Linked DNA regions of Mus musculus: all the other regions are linked to region 2. Evidence: chromatin contacts called from public HiChIP or PLAC-seq data. All regions are on one chromosome and are shown on one strand. Each heading gives the region's core, a stretch centred on a gene start, on an enhancer-like site or on the middle of the called end of the contact. The rest is flanking DNA. Distances are from core to core; before and after follow the strand shown. Region 1 overlaps Hck (hemopoietic cell kinase). Region 2 has its middle 14 kb from the start of Nol4l. Region 3 has its middle 19 kb from the start of Ccm2l.

What was found. HiChIP or PLAC-seq counts read pairs in DNA pulled down with a chosen protein or histone mark.
Region 1: a contact with region 2 is called in an H3K4me3 HiChIP or PLAC-seq map of bone marrow-derived macrophages, with 5 times the contacts expected there. The contact joins two enhancer-like sites. A contact is called at or near these places in 2 of 115 datasets of contacts at active chromatin or transcription factors (bone marrow-derived macrophages and microglia) and 1 of 9 other capture datasets (embryonic stem cells).
Region 3: an H3K27ac HiChIP or PLAC-seq map of large pre-B cells shows a contact between it and region 2, with 3 times the contacts expected there. The contact joins two enhancer-like sites. A contact is called at or near these places in 2 of 39 promoter capture datasets (the 3T3-L1 cell line and the C10 cell line) and 2 of 115 datasets of contacts at active chromatin or transcription factors (embryonic stem cells and large pre-B cells).

What each region holds. Positions count from the first base shown.
Region 1 is chr2:153,118,111-153,122,311 of GRCm38.p6, forward strand. All of the region lies in intron 1 of Hck (hemopoietic cell kinase), which reads left to right. Among named protein-coding and RNA genes, the nearest start is that of Hck, 12 kb to the left of the region's middle. Within about 2 kb of position 2,226, at least 42 of the 459 cell types and tissues checked have an H3K27ac peak or open chromatin away from gene starts, as enhancers often do. A contact at or near this core is called in bone marrow-derived macrophages, where this site is marked.
Region 2 is chr2:153,542,410-153,546,529 of GRCm38.p6, forward strand. No RefSeq gene overlaps it. Among named protein-coding and RNA genes, the nearest start is that of Nol4l, 14 kb to the left of the region's middle. Within about 2 kb of position 1,837, at least 116 of the 459 cell types and tissues checked have an H3K27ac peak or open chromatin away from gene starts, as enhancers often do. A contact at or near this core is called in bone marrow-derived macrophages, where this site is marked.
Region 3 is chr2:153,082,399-153,086,617 of GRCm38.p6, forward strand. No RefSeq gene overlaps it. Among named protein-coding and RNA genes, the nearest start is that of Ccm2l, 19 kb to the left of the region's middle. Within about 2 kb of position 1,958, at least 111 of the 459 cell types and tissues checked have an H3K27ac peak or open chromatin away from gene starts, as enhancers often do.

The DNA of each region.
Region 1 (4,201 bases), core at 976-3,475, 420 kb before region 2:
TCAGCTCTCTCTCTCTCTCTCTCTCTCTCTCTCTCTCTCTTTGATTTGGTTTTTCAAGACAGGGTTTCTCTGTGTAGTCCTGGCTGTCCTGGAACTCACTCTGTGGACCAGGCTGGCCTCGAACTCAGAAATCCGCCTGCCTCTGCCTCCCAAGTGCTGGGATTAGAGGCGTGCGCCACCACTGCCTGGCCTCTGGCCACTCTTATTCAGTGTAGTGCTTGAAGTCTTATCCAGAGCAATAAGACAAGAAAAAGGAACACAAATAGAAAAGGAAGAAGTCAGATCACCCCCATCTGAATAGTACATGATCTGTAACCTTGGGGTGGTTTGTTTGTTTGTTTGTTTGTTGTGATTTGGTTCATTTTGTGCATTTTCTGAACCAGGATATCTCTTTGGTGGCAGGCTGGCCTTGAACTCTCTATGTAGCTCAGGTTAGCCTTGAATTCATGTTGTTCCTCCTACCTCAATCTCTCAAGTGCCAGGTTGTAAGCTGTTGGTTTATGATCCTACACCTAAAAGCCTCTACAGATTCTACCAGAAAACTCTTAGCCCTAATAAATGTTTCCAGCTAAGTAGCAGGCTAAAAGGTCAACATTGAAAATCAGTAGATTTTCTATATCTGAATAATGAACTTGTTGAAAACTAAATCAGGAAAAAAAAAATCCTACTCACAACAGCTCTTTAAAAATACCCAGAAATCAATCTAACCAAGGAGATAAAAGACATCCATAGTGGAAACTTCAAGACACCGAAGAAAGAAATTGAAGGAGATGCTAGAAGAGGGAGAGATCCTCCATCTTCATGGGTTAACAAACTCAATCCTGAGACAATGCTAAGTTACCAAAAGCAATCTGCAGTTTCAGTATAATACCCATAAAAACCCCAATGGCATCCTTCACAGAAATAGGAAAACAAAACAAAAAACAAAAACCCTTTCCTCCTTCCCATCAGTGAGCAATTTCTAGTTTCCTGGATTTTACTTCAGGTTAAACACACAAACCTAAAGATTCAGAGATAGGATCCACATGTGAGTGAGAGAATTTGACATCTGTTTTTCAGGGTCTGAGTGACAGTAATAACCATAGATGCAATAGTAGTATAAAGGCAGAGACATAGCCAAGAACTTTATTTTTTTAATATTTATTTATTTATTATATGTACGTACACTGTAGCTGTCTTCAGACACTCCAGAAGAGGGTGTCAGATCTTATTACGGATGGTTGTGAGCCACCATGTGGTTGCTGGGATTTGAACTCAGGACCGTTGGAAGAGCAGTCAGTGCTCTTACCCACTGAGCCATCTCGCCAGCCCAGCCAAGAACTTTATGATTGGATTTAAGGCCTGCTATGCAGAAGGGAACCAATGGTGCCTAGTTTTGTTTTTTATTTTGTTTTTGTTTTTAATCTGCCCAAGAACCCACAGTTGGGGGAGCTCATTGGTCCCAAGTGTGAACATACTACTACTGTTTTACTAATAAACATCGAACCAAGATGAGTGCCACTCTCAGGTCTTATCAGAAAAGTTTCTTTGTGCAAAGCATGATGGTTAATGCAGAAACTAGCTGTTGATAAACTGTGAGTGCACGTGTAAAAGGAGGGAACTTGATCCATGCATCTCACTCTGTACAAAACCAACTCGGCCTTCATGTAAGACTCGAACCTGCTGCGAAAAGCACAGGCGAGGTTTTCCTGCAAAGGACTCCAAGAGTTATGAATGAGCTTGTGTAAGATTAAAAGGTTCTGCAGTCTGTGGAATGGAAAAGGATACTTTCTAGCTATAAGTCAGAGAAGTGATTAATAATGACAATATTAAAAACTGCAAGAGCTAAATGACAAGAAGCCAAGTCATCTAATCAATACATGGGATATGACTGAATATGCCAGAGTTCTCAAAGAAAAAAATACATGGTCAATACCATTTGAAACAAATGTTCAACACCTTTAGCTAACAGGGAACTACACATTAAAGCTAGATTGTACTTTTATCTCACCCATTCAGAATGGCTATCATCAAGAAAACCAATGAGGCTGAGGCAGGGGAACTGTGGTGAGTGAGTTTTAGGCTAGCCTGGGCTACATAGTGAGCCTTTGTCTTAAACAAAAAGCAAAGGGACAGTGACAAATGCCAGTGAGGCCGTGGGGAAAGTCGATGCTGATGGGTGTGGCTAAGTGTAGCCACCATGGACGTCAATATGAAGGTTCCTCAAAACCCTAAAGCTAGAGCTACCATGTGACCCAGCTGTCCGGCTTCTGGGTATATACCCGAAGGGTTGGAAGCCAACACAGCTGCACAGCCTCGTTTATTGCTGCACTAGTCGCCATGGCCAGCAAGTGGAACCAGCCTAGAGATCTATCAGCAGCTGAATGGATAAAGAAAGTGAGATACATATACAGAATGGAGTATTACTCGTCTGTAAAGAAGAATAAAATTATGCAGTTTTAAGAAAAGAGAGTGAGACTGAAGCCCATTAGAATAGGTAGAATAAGCCGGGCTTGGGAAAACAAATACCATTTTTCTATCAAAAGCAGAACCTAGATATAAATTTGCATATACATGTATGGTGTGTGTGTGTGAGGGAGGGAGGAGGAGGCCTAGAGGGAGGAAGGAGGAGGAAAGACAAAGGATATAAGTTAACATAAAAGCCGGTTGTAGTAAATGCGTATGACACGAAGTCTCTCACCTTAACCATTTTAAGTGTGTAGCTCAGTGGCATTTAAATACATTCATAATGTGCCACCATTATCATCGTCCACCTTAATATCCTCCATCATCTTCTAAAACTCAAGATGCCTCCGTTCAATAAAACTCCCTCCACCCCTCCTGCTCCAGGCCATCACCAATCTAACTGTCTCTAACAATGGAGTCTCTCTATGTGTGGCTTTGAGATGTAATTCTGTGTGTTTGAATTTCACTTCTCAACTTGATCCAAGGAGCAAAAGCCATATGTGGTTTGTTTAGGTGACCAGTCACTGGAAGATGGCTCAGCAGTAAAGTGCTCACCAGCAAGCCTGACAACCTGTTTGGATCCACAGAACTACATAAAGCTAGCCACAGCTGCACGTGTGTTTAATCCACCATCCGTGGAAGAATGGGAGGTGGAGGCAGGAGAATGAGTCACCAAAAGCTCTCAGGTCAGCTAGCCTGCCACAGGCAGAGGGTGAACCAGAGACAATGGACACGGAGCAATCAGAGTTTATTCTGGAGCTGAGAGCCATAGTCAGGAATGCAGATTTAGGTCACCCCAAATTCCATCTTCCAACATGGAAGTTGTCTCATGAAGTTTTTATAGTAACAAGACAAAGAGAATTAGGAATCATGACGCTTTTCAAATTCATCAGTGGGCTCGTGAATTAGGTGGCTACAGCAAAGTGGGAGAATCTCTGCTATGGGCTTCAGATGCTAGCTGACAGCTTTCTTAACCCTTTGAATGGTGGAAAAATAGGGGCTTGTTAAGTCAATACTTTCCAGAAGGTTTATATCTCTTAGCCACTGAATTTTATAGGTGGCCAAGGAATGGCTATCTAGGAGAGTCAAGATCACCTGTAATTAGGCTCTGGACCTGCAACATTGTAGCCTTTCTACATCGGTGGTGATGTTATCAGTCAATCAGGTTTTGCAGACACAAAATTCTCCTTCACAAGGACCTGTTTCAAAACACAGCGGAAGGGGAAGGTCAGCAGACACAGTTGTCCTCTGAAACCCCTGCATGCAAGCCGTGGCACATGGATGCCTGCTCCAAAGTGATAGGAATCTCCTGTTTCAAACATTCCTGCTGTGTGTAGTGGCCGAAGCTCTGAGTCAAAGGAACTTCAGACTACCCTGCCTCTCTGCCACAGCTCCTTTCCTATCTTTTAGGGGATGTGGCTTGAACCCAAGGTCCCTTGCTGCTGAGCAAGTGCCATGCCACTGAGTCACACCTCCCACCACGCACCCCCACCTGGTGACACATCTGCTCATAAATGGAAATATTAGGGCTGAGGTTTCTGTGGGGCTCCTGGGCCCACACTTTCACTTCTCTCAGCTCCCTTAGACAACCCCCAGCCCATGAGACAAAGCACCCCCCATTCAGGCTGGGGACATAGCTCAGCGGTAGGGTTTTTGCTGGACATTCATGCTGTCCTGGGTTCCATTCACAGCACCAGGAAAGGAAGAGAGAGAGAGAGAGAGAAAAGAGGACCCCACTCACCATCCTTCCTGAGAG
Region 2 (4,120 bases), core at 587-3,086:
AGGATGTGTTAGCTACATCTGGGACTACAAAATCAGGAACACACAGAACAGAGGCCTGCCTGCTAAGTGAAAAGGGTCCATGGTTGGCACAAAGAGCCAGAGGCTGAGAGAGGCAGGGTGTGGGTGGGGGAGAAGGAGGCTGATACCAGGCTAAGTAAGTGGTCTGGACTCTGGGCCAGAATCATTTGAAATCATTGGTTTGGAAAGGTCTGGACACCGTCTGGCTAACGCAGTGCTGATATGTGTTCCTGCAGTCCTATCCCAGGAGACAGGGACAGTCTGAAAGTTTGAGGCAGTCAGGACTACACAGTAGAATGTGTATGACATATATGTCATATATGTATATGGGGCACTGCTGGTACTGCCTGGCCTGCAGGAGGGTGAGATGGATGCCCAGAGCCCTGGCAGAGCCATGGCCCTCTCTTCTCTCCTTCAGACTCACTTGCCTACTGTTGACTCAGAGGCTGCTGGGCATCTTGGTAAGAAGCATTTACACCTGAACCCATAGTCCCACCTAGAACCTGCTTGGCCCAGACCATCCTATGCCAGTGACCACTGCCTGTCTCTTGGCTGAAGCCTACCGTGCTTGACCCCGCCTTGACAGCAGATCTAGCCACAGACACTTCTGACTCTGTCTCCCCACTCCAGTGCTACCTCCAGTTGAAGCCACAGGCAGTAGCTTCTGCCTCCCTTGTCTCTTCTGACCCACAGCTGGCCCCACCGTGACTCACCAGAAGGAGACCACTAAAATGAATCATACCACCAGCTCTCTGCTCCAAAATCCCCTGTGACTTCCTACCTCTCTCAGAATAAAGTCATCTGCCTCGGTCCCTGGGGCTCTCATGCTCTGGCTTCCTGTCCTGCATGGCCTTTGTGCCCTAGCCTCTCACCCTTGTGGCCCACATTGCAGCACAGCTCCATAGCTCTCCTGGACCTAGGCATCTATCTGCACGTGGCATCCTCTGTTTGGCATGGCCTTCCCAGGGCCAGTAGTCATACCTGCATGTCAGTTAGCCACTGTCTCCTTCTCAGGAGGCCTGCCTGGCCTCCCCATTTAAGATGATAAGCCTGGGGTTGGGGGTGTGGCTCAACAGTAAAGTGGCTGCCTAGAACGCACTAGGCTCCGGGTTCCATCTCCTGTACATCATACAGATCTTTCTGGAAAATTCCACATTGCTTTCAGAAATCCTGTTTCGTTGTCATATTCATTCTGATTTTCTTAACTCACACTCCAAAGAATGTTAGCTTCTTGAGAACAAGAGTCTTTGAATCACTCAGGTTCTGATTAGCGTTGGCCACTGTGGGTACCATTGGGAAGGAACTCCATGTTGCTCAGCTCCTCTGAACCCCTGAGGGCTTCTCCTAGCAGCTAAAGGAGGACCACCGCTGAGACACAAGGGACTGGAGGTTCAGGGGCATTTGTGTGAAGTCACAAGGCCAGGTTACAGCAAGGCAAGCCCTAGACCCCAGGCCCAGCCTCCCTACCGTGCCTCAGCATCGGCTGGGAGCAACTCTGAGCAGCCTATATGGCATGGCCAAGAGAAGGCTGGCAGCAGGAACCAACAGCAACTCGAAGGAGGCAGTGTGGCGCAAGAAGGCATTGGGAAGGGCTGGCTCCATTCGGCTGCTGCCCAGTCCTTGGTGACAAAGGAAGTCAGCAGGATTGAAAATAAGTCTGCATTTTGGGAAGTGAAAGTGGGTGCTGAGTGAGGCTCACTCAGAGGAAACCTTGGGCCTCCTAGAGAGGCTGGGGGATGTGGGCAGCCTTGCCTCCAGAGCCTGGGGACTGTGGGCTTGGGCTAGGCTCTGTCCTGGCCATATCGCTTCTGCTTGCTGAGCCTTGGTTTCCTTATCTGTGCAGAGCCTACTGAAGCTCCTGCCTCACTGGGACCCGGAGAAGTAGAAGACCAGACCCTGAAGGCAAGGTTTCCAGAGCTGCCTCTGCACTTCCTTCTCTATGGAGCCCCAAGTCAGAAAAAAGACTCCCCCAGCCAGGATCACCAACTCCTCAAATTGCCTCTTGCTTTCTCTGCATGTGTCTTCCTCAAGAAGAGCTGAGATCGCTTCTGGGTCTTCATGGGGTCCTTAAGGCACAGTTTAGGGACCTGACATACAGGAAGTGGCCCACGCTGGGGCCCCATAGGGGATGTGAGGGCAGACACTGGCAGATGCCCTCGAAGCAGCCAGCCCCTGTCCTTAGAGGTCAGCTTGGATTGTAGTAAGAGAAGGTTACCAAGGGTAGAATTCATGTTTGCCTGGGTGAAGTTTATTTCTTTTCAAAATGGAAGAAGCACTTGGAAAGGAGATTCACAGCATCTGTCCCAGGTCAGTGAGACGTATATCACAGAGCACCACCCCCGACTGGCCAGAGTGTGCCTCAGCAGGGCCGCCCTGCTTTCCCCAGCCCCTGCCCTGGTGGGAACTAACTCTAGACACAGAAAGTTTCCCCAGTGTAGGTGCAGACTCCTCCATTGCTAAACTCGGAGAGCTCTGAGGAAGGTCGATGCCAACTGTCTGCAGGGGTCCCGATACCATCCAGGCTTCCAGAAGGATACTAGGAAGGTTAGGCCACTTGCCTACAACAAATTAAGTCCAAGAAGGGAGGGTACCCAGCCTTCTTGACTTCCCATGTCAGGGTGGAAAACATGCCATCTGCTCAGAGCTGCTGGTAGTGGAGGGTGGGGGTTGGGGTGGGAGAGAGTGGGGGGAGGGTGGCAGAGCATGCCTGACACCTAGAATCCTCCCACAGCAGCAAGCAGGACAACTTCTGACAGGGATGAGAACGAAAGGGTCTCTCGGGACACCCCTCCCTCTCTGAGTCCTCACCCTTACTGGCTCTCAAGGGCTCCCAATGTCCCTAAGAGACTTCAAAGCAGGGAACCAACTCTGAGGGCCCATATAACTCTGAGAGCCCCAGGCCTCCCTTCCTGCCTACCTTATGTGTGCCCTCTTGTAGGCTCAAGTGCCCTGTGCACTCACAGAGGTGGGAGGGGTTGTCATACCCTCACTTGGATGTTAGCTTTGGTCAGTCTCTTCTCACAGATGGAAAGACTCTTACACCTGACAGGCAGGACTCAACATCTGAAAGCAGCTCTTCCATAGGCTCCCAGCCCCAGGAGGGAATAAGAGGCCTGAGGCCACTCATCCCCTACCACTGCCACATCCCTGACAACTTGTCACATCAACCTCCAGATTGGCACTAGCCTGCTCTGTGCACTAATCTGACCCCCCTGACAAGCAGATGGAGAAGACCTCAGGGCACTCACCCCCACTGCTTAGCTGTGTGACCCTGGGCAGAAGAATTGACATCTCTGGGCTGCGGGGTTTGGCCTATGAAGTAAGGAGTGTGGCTAACTGCCTGGGCCTTGAGTTCATAATGTTCTTTTCCCTTTCTGTCCACCATCCCCCTGGCAGCCTGAGTTTCTTGTGTTGATACTGATGCCCTGAGCTCCCTTGAACTCCAAAGCCTATTTCTTCAAGTTGCTCCGTGCCTCTTCAACTTTGCCATGCTCCCTTCTGCACCTGCCAAGTCTCCCCTGGGCACTTGCAGGACCCCCTCAGACATCAGATTGATCACTCATTCCATTTTAGGCACAATATTGGTGGCTAGTCCTTTCTGAGAGCACAGTGCCTTCTGCCCTGTGTTTGGCCCATTATGAAACCTGTGGCCTGCTAGCAAGTGCCTAGGGCCAAGGCCATTTGTCAAGTGCTGATTTGTCTCTCAGAGTAGTGTCACCACCATCCCTCATATCACCCACGGGCCAGCTCTGGTTCCCTGAAGCATCTCTCGGTCTCCCGCCTTCCACTTGGCCTTGCCCTCTGTACTCTATGGCGCTGGTGTCTTCAGGACGATGTTCCCAGTCAGAGTAGCACGGAACCCTTTCCTTCTGGCTGTTTCTGTACCCCCATGAGGAGGAGCCGTCTCTCTAACAGGTGCTACTTGCCTAGGCTCAGCCTCAGCCTACCATCACTGTGGTGTGTGTGGGTCCAGCCCAAGAGCTCCTGGGTCAGCATGAGATCCTGTAACAGCCCTAATTCACAGCAAAAGCCATCTTAGACTCTCTATGTGCAGGGTGCCAAGAGTGGAGCTAAGGAAGAAACGTGTGACCTTCTTCCCAGG
Region 3 (4,219 bases), core at 708-3,207, 460 kb before region 2:
TCCTTGTCCTTCTTCCTTTAATAATATTTGTTGTTTTTATTGGGGTGGTCAGTGGTGTCGTACCATGTTTTGTTCTTGTTTTTGATGTGATCATCTTGTTGTATAGCCAAGACTGCACCCAACTCAAGATCCTCCTGCCTCAGCACTTGAGTGCTTGATTACAGGTGGGCTGCCCCATGCCCAGATCACTCTGTAACATTTTTTTTTTTTTTTTGGTTTTTCGAGACAGAGTTTTTCTGTGTAGCCCTGGCTGTCTGGCACTCACTTTGTAGACCAGGCTGGCCTCGAACTCAGAAATCTGCCTGCCTCTGCCTCCCGAGTGCTGGGATTAAAGGCGTGCGCCACCACGCCCAGCCACTCTGTAACATTTTTAAGACCCAGCCATATTATTGTGGGGAAATCTAGCTCATTGCGTTCAACAGCTGCCAGCTCCCTGAAGCATTTAAGCATCCCCTCTATTCATCCCACCCCGATGATGGATGCCTAGCTTGCTTTCAACTCTCTCTTACCACAAACACTGCTGAGATGAACACCTCTGTCACTAACCCTTGTGGACCCACATGAAGATTCTTATGGGCTCTGCCAGGAGTGGAATTAGTAGATCCCAGATATATGTGTTTAAATTTCACAAACCCCTTCTAGAAAGACCCATCCTCAGCTTGCGAGCAATGCTGCTGTCTCGTGCACTCGTCAGTTTTTTTTAAAGCCTGTCTATAGCCATTGTCATCAGTTAGGATGTGGCAACTGAGCAGGACTCGGTCTCAAACACAAACACACACACACACACACACACACATATGCATACACATATGCACACATACACACCAGACAAATACATGTATATCATGCTTTCTTGCAATTTCATGAGATCTGTGTTGTTGTTGTTGTTGTTGTTGTTGCGATACTGTCTGTGTATCCCAGGCTGCTTTCAACCTTCTGATCCCCCTAAGTTATAGATTACAGATGAGTGCTGCTGCATGCGTTGTGGAATGCTCAGCATCCTGAATTCCAGGTGAGCCCGCTCCTAAGTACTTCCCCACCTAACCCTGGAATCTGGAGCCTCCTCCTGAGCGCAGTGGACCTGGGGCTTCCCCTGCTGGCTACAAACTGCTCCTTTGGACTGTTTGTTCATTTCCATGGGGTTTTCCGGGTTTCTCTACATTCGCTTGCAAGAATAGTAATCACATTTTAGATACGACTCCCTTGTTTGGTGTTGCTGTTCCACATACCTTCTCCCAATATGTTGCCCATCTGTTAAGCTTCTAGCATCGATTGACTAACTTCAACGTGCGTACGCTGGAGTTTCCGTGAAGGCTTGCTAGAAGAGATGGTTGAGCCACATACCCAGAGTTCCTGACTTGGGAGGGTAGAGGATTCGGCTGGAAGTTTACTCTGCCAACACGAAGAGCGACAAGCATTAGCACTGCTAGCGATCGGGGAACTCATGTGGAGAACAGCTAGCCCCTGGTGCTTCTATTGAACAAATTTGCTCATTTTACTGAGCTCACTCATTACTTTTGATGTTATCAGGTGTCTTTCCTCAGCTTGTGAGTGAGTGGCCTGGCTCTCAGGAAGCAGAAGTCAGGAAGCCATGTTGCACAGTGATCTGCCATGTGAACTTACCAGAGTTCTTTTTTTCAGCCTCCGTCCTGCCTTGCCCTGCTAGAAGGGATGTAGCAATGTTAGGTCACACTGGAACCTGAGGCCTCAGGAGTGAGTCTTAGGGAGTTGCTGAGGGAGGCAGCCTCTCTTAAAGGCCTTGGGCTTTTAAGAACTCAGATTCTTGCTTACAGTAATAGCCAGGATACCACGGTGGGGCTGTGAGAGGTACGAGGATGGTGCTTGCCCCATAGCCTTGAGCATGGGGCAATTTCCCTCACAGTCAAGGAAGTCCATACTTGCCCTAGAATGCTCATAGTAACAAAGTGATGTGACCGCTTGCTGTCAGAGGTCCTGTGGGCCTGGCTGGGCAGCCTAGGCAATGAGCCTAGGAACTCTGGCCACACTTCCTCCTGTGACATGCTACATCCTGCCAGGGTCACTTCCTATCATGGTTCAGTTCCTGGCATCGAAAGATGGGGAAGTCCCCTAGGGTAGGACAGCTGGCTCCAAAGACCTCTGGGGATCATGCAAGTGTGGGACTTCATCCCCAGCTGGCTCCTCTGGGGAGTTTGATCCAAGTGGTAAAGACATGTGGTAACTAAGTGAAACTGTGCCCTATATAGAGACCTCGCCCACAACTGCCTCCTGCCCCTCTGCTTCTTTCCAGCTAGAGACTCCTAGATGGCGTCTGGGGACTTCCAACTGTGTGATGGGGGTGAGGCCCCTGCCATTCAATCCTCAAGCATTTAGAGAATGCCTACTCTGTGTCCCGTTTTGTGCTAGACACCAGAGGGAGACAAAGCACATTTCCTACCAACACAACTCCTGGGTATGGGTGCAGGTGGGTGGGTGTGAGTGGGTGGATGCGGGTGGGTGGGTGTGAGTGGGTATGGGTGTGAATGGGTGAGTGTGAGTCAGTGTGGGTATAGGTGGGTGGGTGTGGGTGCATGTGGATGGCCGTGGGTGTGAGTGGGTGGGTGGGATGTGTAGTCTGAGTGAGAGGTCTCAACACAAGCTGGGTGTGGTGGCACATTATTGTAAGTAACTTCATCCTCTGAGAGGCTGGTGTAGGAGGATCATAAATTTGAAGCCAGCGTGGGCTGTGGAGCTGCTACTGCTCCTCTTGTTGTTGTTGTTGTTGTTGTTGTTGATGATGATGATGATGATGGTGGTGGTGATGATGATGAATAACATTATAGAGTTCTCTCAGTTATAAAACGTTATAAAAATCAAAGAATGAGAAACGTTGTCTTTCTGGGTAATCTGGAAGAGACTTTGAAACAGAGGTGGTTTATGAGCAAGGTGTGTTCTAGAACAAACAAGGCTTGAAGCAAAGGGGACAATGGAGAGGAAGAGTCCTCTAGGCCGGGACCTGGGCATGGAGAGAGACAGGAAACTCAAAGGAACATGATAACCAGTTAGACATGGGTGCTATGATCAGACTGAATGGTTTTGAATCCCAAAACTGTCACCTGCTAGTTGGGAAAACTTGGGTAACTCCTTAAACATTTCTGGGCCTTGAGTTTCTTCTCTGTAAGATGGAGATAGGAACACATCACAATTATAGAGCCTGTGGAGCTTGCGAAACATAGACCTTACTATGTAGCTGGGTTCTCTGGGCCTCAAGTTCAAGGCCAGCCAGGGCTACGTAGTGAGACCTAGCTCAAAAATAGACAGAGTACATGTAGTAGGTGTTCAATAATTTCAGTAAATGCAGATGCTGGTATTGCTGGAGGAGCAGGGGGGTGTGGGATGACATCAGAGTGGGTAGAGGCTTATAGATAAGGAAACCAGAGAATCATAAAGACTGAGGAGCCCTGCCGGGGCAGGCCAGGAGCTGCTACAGAGGAGAGTGGGGACGGGGCGGAGGCGGGAGCAACCTTAGGAAGATCTCAGACAGGGGAGGGGAAGAGAGGAGTGAGTCCATTCAGAAAGGAAAGGAAGAGGACTTCTTAGCATGAAGACCGTGGCCTTTTGGAATAGACAGACTACTAATGGGCATTAATGGGTTTCTATTTTTGCTGTATTAAGCCAAGATTTCACTCTGTGGCCCAGGCCGGTAGCAAGCCCTCAGCAATGCTCCTGTTTCTGCCTCTCTAGTACTGGGATTACAGGTTAAACTCCATAGGATTACAGGTTAAACTCCATAGGATTATGGGTTAAACTCCATAGTTCCTTCGAAATTATTGGTCTGACTACTTCTCACCTAGGCTGAGGGGTACAGATTTGGAAGGCCCCACTCTTACATTTCCATCCTTCCTAGGAGCTCAGATGCAGGACAAACGGAGGCCATAAAGCCAGGCCAGCCTGCCTTGTCTTACTAGTAGTTTCCTGTCATAGTAAGCGCATAACCTTCAGCACCAGCCACTGCCATCATCTGCAAAACTGACAAGTGCCCGATGCCCCTCCTCCCTCCCCCACTCCTCCTGACTCCCCTCACAGCTGGTTCTAGCACCACTCTGTAGACTCTGATGTGACTGGCAGACAATGGTGTGACTGGCAGAAACTTCTGTCTAAAAGACATCTGTTTCAAAAGAAAATTAATTTCTCAGGCTCTATGTAGGCAAAGGGATGGAGTCTTTAATGCATAACGAGATCTACAAACATGAAAGACACT